Regions from separate parts of the Macaca mulatta genome. Here region 2 is linked to region 1. Evidence: chromatin contacts called from public Hi-C data. All regions are on one chromosome and are shown on one strand. The core of a region is the stretch at or near the end of the contact, and the rest is flanking DNA. Distances in the headings are between cores, read along the strand shown.

The links. Hi-C and Micro-C count contacts between places; a contact is called where the count stands out from the background.
Region 2: a Hi-C map of fetal cortical plate shows a contact between it and region 1, with 2.5 times the contacts expected there. The contact joins two enhancer-like sites. A contact is called at or near these places in 6 of 14 Hi-C or Micro-C datasets (CD4 T cells, blood, cortical neurons and 3 more).

What each region holds. Positions count from the first base shown.
Region 1 is chr11:2,487,934-2,492,855 of T2T-MMU8v2.0, reverse strand. WNT5B (Wnt family member 5B) reads right to left here. Exons shown (of 5, transcript XM_077953265.1): 5 at 927-1,513. The coding sequence ends at 1,055. Among named protein-coding and RNA genes, the nearest start is that of FBXL14, 55 kb to the right of the region's middle. Within about 2 kb of position 2,600, at least 8 of the 40 cell types and tissues checked have an H3K27ac peak or open chromatin away from gene starts, as enhancers often do. A contact at or near this core is called in fetal cortical plate, where this site is marked.
Region 2 is chr11:2,806,275-2,811,196 of T2T-MMU8v2.0, reverse strand. It overlaps DCP1B (decapping mRNA 1B), which reads left to right. Exons shown (of 9, transcript XM_028829155.2): 9 at 2,417-2,628. The coding sequence ends at 2,422. Among named protein-coding and RNA genes, the nearest start is that of CACNA2D4, 27 kb to the right of the region's middle. Within about 2 kb of position 1,931, at least 6 of the 40 cell types and tissues checked have an H3K27ac peak or open chromatin away from gene starts, as enhancers often do. A contact at or near this core is called in fetal cortical plate, where this site is marked.

The DNA of each region.
Region 1 (4,922 bases), core at 1,351-3,850:
TTCCACACTGCGGAGGAGAGTTCTAAAGATCAAATAAAAAATAAAAGGAGACTCATGAAAGGTCAGTGTGGGTCCAAATAAGGAAAGGGAGCGAAACCGCCACGAAGGGCATTTAATGTCAGCGAGAAACTGTACACCTGGGACAGAGATGATGAGCACGCCGGGCCCGCCAGCCTGACCTGTCGCCGTGTCCTGTGGTTTGTGAGGCCTCCCTCGGTGGAGGAGTGACAGCAGCAGCTCAAGCTTCCCCTCCCGTGGGGGGAAGACAGCATGACGTCCACGCAGCCCGGTCACACACCCAGGCTTCTGCAGCCCAGGCGCAAACATTCAGCTCAGGGCTTTCCTGACGTGTCAGGTCAAACGGCCCCCATTCCTCTTCAGGCAGGAGCTAGTGAACGGTGGAGGATGAAGAATTCTCGCTGGAAAGGCAGGCCCAAAGTCCAGGAGGTGCAGAGCTCTTTGTGGTCACTGGGCCAGAGAGGACCTTGGACTTCTCATTTTAGGGAAGGAGCCGTTCCTGTAAACTGTAGATGCTGCACATATGCACGGGAATGAAAGAGTAAGAGGGCACCAGGCCTCTTAGGGAACCAATCTACATTCTGGGCAAGACCCTGAAGACATCGAGGTTGAAGCTGAGTTCCCGCCACCTTCGTAGGGCCTCTTGGCCTAGTGGCCAGGGTCACAGGCAGTCATCTAACCAACAAAGACTCCAGACTTCCAGACAAGCTCGTCTCCTCCATCCAACCACAACCTCCCTCCTCCAGGCCATGGTGGACAGACAGAAAATATTTCCAAGTCCCTACATCCTGAGAGTCCTCGCCAGAGGGAGAGAAAAAGCCCCGTTTCCCACCCACCAGGAGGAGAGAACCAGCAAAGTCCACTCCTCAAAGATCTCCAGCATCTCTTAAATAAGCTTTTCCTTTCCATTTTCATCTTTTCATTATTTAGCATCCATCCATTTATTTATACAAATATAAAATAGATTTATATAGATTTATATAATATAGACCTTTGTGAGGCAGAGTGCAGGGGGGCCGGGAGCAGGCCCCCCGGGCTATTTACAGATGTACTGGTCCACGATCTCGGTGCACTTCTTGCACTTGACGAAGCAGCACCAGTGGAACTTGCAGTGGCAGCGCTCTACCTGCACGCTCTTGAACTGGTTGTAGCCACGCCCGCAGCACATGAGCTCACAGCCATCCATGCCCTCCGAGGTCTTGTTGCAGAGGCGACCCTGCGTGCCCAGGGAGCCCGTGCTCTCATTGCGCAGGCAGTAGTCAGGGCTGGGGTCCACGTAGACCAGGTCCTCCGGGGTGGGCTGGGTGAAGCGGCTGTTGACCAGCTCCAGCCGGCCCTTGCGGGTGACGCGCATGGCGGCCGCACTGTCGTACTTCTCCTTCAGCCGGTCCCCCACCTTGCGGAACTCGGCCAGCTGTAGCCAGCAGGTCTTGAGGCTGCAGGACCCCGAGACGCCGTGGCATTTGCAGGCTACGTCTGCCATCTTATACACAGCCTAGGGGAGGAGAAAGAAGGGAGTAAAAAGGAGGATCCCGGCAGAAGAGGCCCAGAGGGTGGCTGGGGTAGTCACAGGCCTCGGACACAGGAGGGGCAGGTAGGGTATGGGGAGAGATAGCTTTTCAAATGCATGCAAAGATCCTTCCAGGGTGCTCGGGTGCTCAGAGGGAAAACATGAAAGGGGCGCCACAGAAAATAACACCGGGGAGGCAAGGCAACCTGTTCCTATCAGCCAAGAGGATGGCACCGAGGCACTTTCACTCTCTACTCTATCAGTTTCTCATTCTTCAAAACCTGTTACAATCAATGCATCCTTTTCACAATCGGAAAACAAAGATATCTCCGTCTTGATCAAAGCCTCAAACAAATAAATAATATCCAACAAAATACAGCCAGGCACTGTGGCTAGTGCCTGTAGTCCCAGCTACTGGGGAGGCCAAGGAAGGAGGATCACTTGAGCCCAGGAATTTGAGGATGCAGCAAGCTATGACTGTGCCACTGCACTCCAGCCTGGGCAACAGGGCAAGACTCCATCTCTAGAAACAAAGCAAAACACAACAAAACAACAAAATGTGTCGAGCTTTTGCATGATAGGAGCACAAGTCAGAAAAAAGAATCCAGTTGTATCACAAGCCTATCACAGAAATCCCTGGCATAGCCCTGGTTAGCCCAAAACTCTCCCTGATCTTGTCAAATACCCTGAGAATTAAATGGCCCCTTTCCCCATGTTGCCACGTGGTCACTAGCTCCATGGAGTCATCAGGAGTCTTGCCATACGCCATCCATTTGTAAGCAAGACCACTTGTCTTCCTCTCTAGCAGCCCCCAGACCCCCCAGGAGAGGCGGAGTGACACAGTGAGGCAACGTGCAAGGGAACTGCAAGTGGCTGGGCCTGCCTGCGGGAGCACTTTGTCGAAAACAAGTCTAACCCAGAAGTCACAGAACATCGCAACGTGGAGTAGATGCGAACTTGAGTTATCCCAAATCAAAACGTAAAAGCAAGAGCAGACCAGAAAGCTGCGTACAAAGTGCTTTCAACGGCAGCACACGGACGCACCATGGCAACCAACCCTGGCAGCAGGCCCAGGCGTGCAGACGGCGGGATGAAAACGCAAGCCGGCTGCAGACCATTTTCTTATGCACAGCCATTGTCACCAACTGAGTCAGGACTCATTTTTCAAGGGTTTCTCTTAGATTTCTTTTCAAGAGCCCCCAGATCGTGTCTTTATTCAGAGCTAAGCAGAGACCACTGCAGGTGCAAGAGACAGCGCAGCCATCATCAGTGCATGCGACTGTTGTCAAAAGTCTTCCTGAGTTTTTTCCGGGACGGAATTATTCCCACTATTTTATGGTGGAAAAACTGAAGCTCTAGAGAGGCTCACTAACCTCCAAGGCCACCCAGAAAGGAGTCAGAACAACAAGCACTTATCCACTCCCATCTTGGGGCTCAAAGTTGGCTGAGAGCAGAGGAGGAAGGAAAGGAAGGCTCTTCCCAAGGTGAAAGGCACCAGCACTTAGCCGGGCAGCTCCAGGTCCAAGACATAAAGGAACTGACACCCTATTCCCACAGACACTTCAAAGACGGGGCCTGCAATTACCCTTCCGGCGCAAATGCCCTGGGTCTGAGCTGCAGCCTGACATTCCTCTGGAAATGGTCCTTGGTTTAGAGAGGGATGACAGGCGTCTGGCATTGCTGAGAGAAGGAAACATTAAGGGTTGGAAACTGCGCACCTTGTTGCTTAGCAGCTCAGGGCACGGATAAGCATCTCTCGCAGGGCAAACAGACAGAGTTGGGGAAGGAGAGTCGGAGCAAGACTCTGGAGGGCAAGGAGCAGAATTTTAGGAAAACAAATCCAAGAGGAAGCGCACCAGTTTAAACACCCCCTCCATCCTTTCCCTAATTCAAAGATGTTGTAGAGATAGGAATATCTGCAATGTTTTTCATATTTTACTATTGATATATATATATCAACATATATATATACACACACACAAGCTCCTTTTGTAGGCGATAGGGGGAAATGCCAATTTTCAGCCCAGACTGCTAACTCAAAAAGCCAAAAAAAAAAAAAGCTTTAAAAAATATTTTAGTTCTACAATTTGTCCCTGGAAAAGCCCTCTCAGCTCCTCTTCCACTTCTATCTAATGGTGTGTTGAGCCTGGTGACAGACAGGAATGTCACAGGATTAGGCACCAGGCTTTTATCTGGAAAATGCTTACAAACCCTTCAGTGGCAGAACAACATCAGCCGCGGGTGCTGTCGCCACTGTCTAAGAAGGAGCTATCAGATGCTCTTGCAGGCCAGGAGAAACTTCTGGCAAAGGAGCTTAAGATTGACTCTGTGTCAAGACGTCAGATCCTGGATAATCTTTTCTTCTTTTTAATCTGGTTCTAAAATACTTGTCTATTTTCCATCCCAGCCATCACTCAGTCCTTGCCGGAGAACTTTGTGTGTCGGTGTGAGGAGGCAGGCAGTGAATACCTCCGGCCTCAGATGATGACTGATGGCCGAGGCCTGTTCCTTGGAGAGGATAAAAAATAGACAGGGCCAGGAATTCCCAACCTGAAGCAGGCAGAGGCAAAGGGAGAGATAAGGAGTTAAGGAAGAGGAGAGGTGTGGCGCCTGAAGGAAGGGGCTAAGCGGGGAGACAGACAGGGAAGGTGTGGAGCCAGGAACAAGCTCGATGGGAGAGAAGGCTGCCAGATAAGAGCCCAGACAAGTCAACAAACAATTAAGGGCAATAAAGTGAGACGGACTCAGCAGCAGGGGAAAGGGGAAGAGTGGGTGGCACCTGCCTGGTCACAGGCACGTGCGGACACCATAGCACAGCTCAGCAGAGCTGAAAGCAGCCTCTGTGAATCTGACCTCTCCCGAGGAGGCAACACGGAACTCCTCTGTGCGTATCCATTTGCCCCACCCACATACAGCACAGGGACGGTTGAAACAAAGGGGTAGAGAGGGCAATCCCTGCCCACAGGAACCTACCGCCAACCTCCCAAGGCAGAGGTGGAGTAAGGAATACTTGAGAAGAGCAAGAACGCCCGACTGAAGATCAGGCGGGAGAAAAACTACTAACAACGGGGACTAGGGAGGGCAGTGTTTCAACTAGGATCTCAAAAACTGGATCGACTCTGGGCATTCAAGAGATAAAGTGTGGATCTTAACCCCTTCACTGACGTCTCTACTCCTCAGGCTCAGACACCCGAAGACGTGGGCAAATGGACTGGGAGACGGACAGGGTGCCTGAGAGACCGGGAGGCTGCACACACGCCCTAAGCAGAAGTCACCTGAGATGCCTCCAGTCTCTCTGCCCTGGATTAGCAACTACCAGAACTCCTAACATCACCACAGACTGACACCACCTTACACACGTCCTTTTCTGGGAAACAAAAGTAGCCTTTGGATA
Region 2 (4,922 bases), core at 682-3,181, 320 kb before region 1:
AGCAGAAGAAAGGATATCAGAGATTGAAGATCAACTTAATGAAATAAAGCATGAAGACAAGATTTGAGAAAAAAAATGAAAAGGAACGAACAAAGCCTCCAAGAAATATGGGACTACTTGAAAAGACCAAACCTATGTTTGATTGGTGTACCTGAAAGTGACAGGGAAAATGGAACCAAGTTGGAAAACACTCTCCAGGATATTATCCAGGAGAACTTCCCCAACCTAGCAAGGCAGGCCAACATTCAAATTCAGGAAATACAGAGAACACCACAAAGATACTCCTCAAGAAGAGCAACCCCAAGACACATGATTGTCAGATTCACCTATGTTGAAATGAAGGAAAAAATGTTAAGGGCAGCCAGAGAGAAAGGTCAAGTTACCCACAAAGGGAAGCCCATCAGACTAACAGTGGATATCTCTGGAGAAACCCTACAAGCCAGAAGAGAGTCGGGGCCAATATTCAACATTCTTAAAGAATAGAATTTTCAGGGGCCAGGCGTGGTGACTCACGCCTGTAATCCCAGCACTTTGGGAGGCCAAGACGGGGGGATCACAAAGTCAGATCAAGACCATCCTGGCTAACACGGTGAAACCCCGTCTGTACTAAAAATACAAAAAATTAGCCAGGCGTGGTGGCGGGTACCTATAGTCCCAGCTACTCGGGAGGCTGAGGCAGGAGAATGGCGTAAACCCGGGAGGCGGAGCTTGCAGTGAGCGGAGATCGCACCACTGCACTCCAGCCTGGGCGGCAGAGCAAGACTCTGTCTTAAAAAAGAAAAAAAAAAAGAATAGAATTTTCAACCCAGAATTTCATATCCAGCCAAACTAAGCCTCATAAGCGAAGGAGAAATAAAATCCTTTACAGACAAGCAAATGCTGAGAGATTTTGTCACCACCGGGCCTGCCTTTCAAGTGTTTTGTTTTGTTTTGCTTTTAGAAATCATGTCCTTCAGTACACCTGGTACCAAGAATTGAGTGGGTAGGAAAATTCTTTGCTCAGGTCACTCAAGTAAATGCCAAGCTTAAAGTATGTCTCCTTACATGTGTGGGGCCACTTTAGAAGAATTGGTGTCTCCGTGGGAAGGGCTGTTCTTTGAGCAGTGTATAATTTCCATTAGGGAGTTCAGTGTGCACAGTGCACGCCGACCACCAGGTGGCAGTGTCGTCCCACAAGTTCGCCTACAAAGGTTTTAATGAGCCTTTGGAAGTAATGACAGTTTTCTTTTACCAAAGTAAACCTTTCATTTGTAAAAACCCAGTTGGCATGTTTTACCCAATCCTTTGAAGGAAGTTATTTCTAAAGGTATTTATAGCTGGTTTCTAGAGGATAGATGTTCTAGGAGTTGACAAATGGCCCAGATTTCCAGCAACACTTCATCCATCCCAGCCCATGGTATTTCTTTTGGACCCAAGCAGCAGGATGTGCCCGCCTAAGCTTCCGAATGGATAGTATATCACCCTTCGCAGAACATGCTGAGGGGGAGGGCACAGGAGATTGTGACTGTGATGTTCAGGGCGTCATGATCTGCAAGCTGTGTAGAAGATCGAGTTTTATGTTCACAGAGATGAGGAGCTTAATCTTGGAAGGAGTCGGACGAGCCCCTGCCAAGTTGTTAAGAGTATGTATGGGAATCAGTCCCTGCTGAGTATTCATAATAAATAAAGCTTTGCGTTTCTATAGCCCTTCTTATTCTCGGATAATAAAAAGATCTTAGATTACTGCACAGTAGGCAGTAATTGTTATTCTCATTTTATAGTTCATAACATGGAAGCATGAGGAAAACAGGTTTCCCTACAGTTTCTGAGACCTAGGCTTGGACTTGAAGCACTAGACCTTTGTTCAGCCATGCCATCAAGTGAAAGCATTGTTAGAACACCACCTCCCCTACTCTTCCGCAGGAAGGTGCTTTTTCTTGTGAAGAGAAAGGGTGGGTGGAAAAGGGATTGACTATTACTGAACCCTTGTCATATGCCGGACCTTGGCGAGGAGTCTACTGTGTTATCCTCCAACATTTAGGAAGCGCTGACTTCTTCTGTTTCTTTCGTATCACCTACAACATCTAACATAGTGATAAACCATGCAAAGTTTTCACAAAACACTTGAAATTAATAATTGCATATATGGTATCTCAATAGTCTTATAAGGAGAACAGGGCAAGGACAGAGACACACTTGGATCTGTTATTCCAAAGCCAATGATAATAGTGCTTGCTTCAGCAACACATGTACAAAAATGGGACAAAATCAATGATCTGCTTAACTGCTGGCAACCTTAAAAATATATCTTTGATCTTAATGACATGTTTAGAGTTGCCTCACTAGCTAAGGAGAGATGAATTCCATACTTAATGTTCCTAACATATTTGCAGTAGCAAATGATTAATTTCATGAAATATTTCTTCTTTTGCTTCAGAATTGAGTAAACAGCACAGAAAGGAATATCAGTTGCAGTACCTGATGTGAAAAGGTGCCCGTGTTCTGATGCAACAGAGGAACAAACCCAAGCCCAGCACGGTCAGACCTACCCTGCAGGCTTCAGTCGGGCCTTTCTAGGTCAACACCACAGTCATCTGTTTTGAAAAATAACAAATTCTCCATCCTTTACTGGAATAAATCATTTCAAAAGGGACAGGCCCAATTCATTTAGACCAAAGACGAAGGCAGCCTTTAAAGGGCAGTTGGTGATGGAGTGCTTATTTCTTCTACACAGCAGAGCAGATGAGAGTGTCTTTGTACAAAAGGACTTTCTCTAGTGAGTCCAAGAAACAGATCAAAAAGGGTTATCTAAGGCACCCAAAGTTAGATTTCATAAATAAATGGGCTTTTCTTCTTTCCACTCAGCCCAAATTCTGAGAACATCATGGACGCCACTCCTTAGGTGCCACTGGTTCCCAGGCAGCAGTTTTCAGCTAATTGAATCTCAGGTGGAGCCCTGAGATTTCTGTTCATAGAGGCAGCCTTATCCAGTGCAGTGGGCTTCAACCTGGCGGAAGTTCCAGAAGCCGGAGCTGTCTGGTGTGGGGACAGAGCACCCAGCTGTGGAGTCACACAGACCCGCCTTCAGTTCCTGAACAAGCACATCTCTGGGACGTGGTTTTCTCACTTAGAAAATGAAAGACCCTCACAAGGTCCATATGAGGATTAAATGGGAGCAGCATTTAATCAAACGGCTCCTCTGTGCCATGGCTGCGGTGTCGGGGGCCATGCTCCAGTTGTCGGGAGAGGCCCGCAGCTGCTGGTCTGGCCTTCGTTTGCCGTCTACCAGGACCTGTGTGTTCAGTCTGGCATTGGCACTTAGGGATCTGTGGTCGCCTTGCTTTACCGTCTTCTCCCCTTCATTTCCTTATCACTGGAATGAAAACAGTAACACTTCTCCCTTCCTTATGAAGGAAATGCCACAGCTCTTTCAGAGGTCCACATACCCAGCAGGTACAGTTACTTGTAATGTACCATGTCGGTATTGTTCTTGCCCCTGCCGTATGGGTAAAGCACCACCTTAATTGCAGGGTGGGAGAAGGCAGTGCTGTTTGACAGGATTCGTACTTCCTGGATCTTCTGAGAAGAAGCACTCTGCTCGGTCTCCCCCTTCAGAAGGCCAGGCATAGTGGTAACTGCAGAGTGAGAGAAACCTTCGTTAGCGTCTTCTAGAACTGTCTGGTGTGCATACCCAGCCCTGCTGATACACAGAGCCCCCTTAAGGTACTGGCTGCTTCCAGCCCTTTTAAGGGGTCAACCCTGGGCCAACAAACAAAAACAAAACCAAAAAAAAAATATATATATATATATATAGTATGCTGAAGGACTGCCCTGGAAATCACAGATCTGTTGCATTGGGTAAGTTTGTTCTTCCCGCAGACACCAGCAGCCTGCCTGCCCTTTTCAGACCCAGAAAGGACAGAAAGACCTGCTTTCTTCCTCTTGAATGAGAAGGGTGAAAATCTGAGAGGAAAGTGCGTTTCCACCTCAAGAAATCTCAACTGTTGAGTAACAGCCTTCTTTGGTTCTCTGGGGTATAAAGAGAAACCAACAGTCCACACTTGTTAAGGCCTGTTTCCCTGGAGTATGTGGTGCCAAGGATGGGAGGGGCACATTAGAAACGAGTGCTCTGAGCACCAGGCTTGGCTCGGTTTCCATTTGTCAGTGTAGATGCAGGTGGGGCGGGGAGGGGTGGAATGTTGGGTGCAGTTTTAGGAACCATGTCTCCGGATTAATGTGGACAGATTGGCCACTCGCTCCTATTAGCAGTGAAGAAGCCTTCTGTTTTCTAACAGGGCCTGCTCTATTCAGACATGTGCCGCCTCCTCCCTTCTCCAAGAAATCGGCCTGCCTCGCAGGCTTTGGAACATGGAGTCGTCTTCGAGGTGAAATGCGTCGTTTGCAGTGCACAGGCTGAGGCGGCGCTTCGTGGTGGAAAGGTGCGTGGCCACGCACGTTGGGGAGCCTGCCCTGCATTTTGCCGAACACTTGGTTTTCAGATCTCAGCTGCTCTGCACCCCACTCCCTCTTACAATTAGAGGAGTGAGGGAGGTGGTTACAAATACTCGGTATATTTAACTCAACCTTGGGTATCTAGATAGATGTTCACTAAATTGAGTCATGAGTAATGCCTGCCAACAGCTTAGAGCCTTGAGAAAAGTACACAAATAAAAACTGCGTGTGCAGACTGTTGGGGGGGAGGAGAGCAGAGCACTGGGTGACTGGCACTCCCGGCGGCTGGGCAGTACAGACAGGCGCGTGGCCCCACGCCAGCTAGCAGCCCAAGCTGTGCAGCCCAGGCTTCTGAAGGAGGCAGAAGAAAGAAATCCAAGCCTCGGACAAGTTAACTAAGGGCACGGCAGGAAGGAGATAAAAATGTACTAAGTAGGCAAGAGAAAGGGTGGGAGACCAGACAGTCATAAGCCAAAGTCTAAGAATTTCCC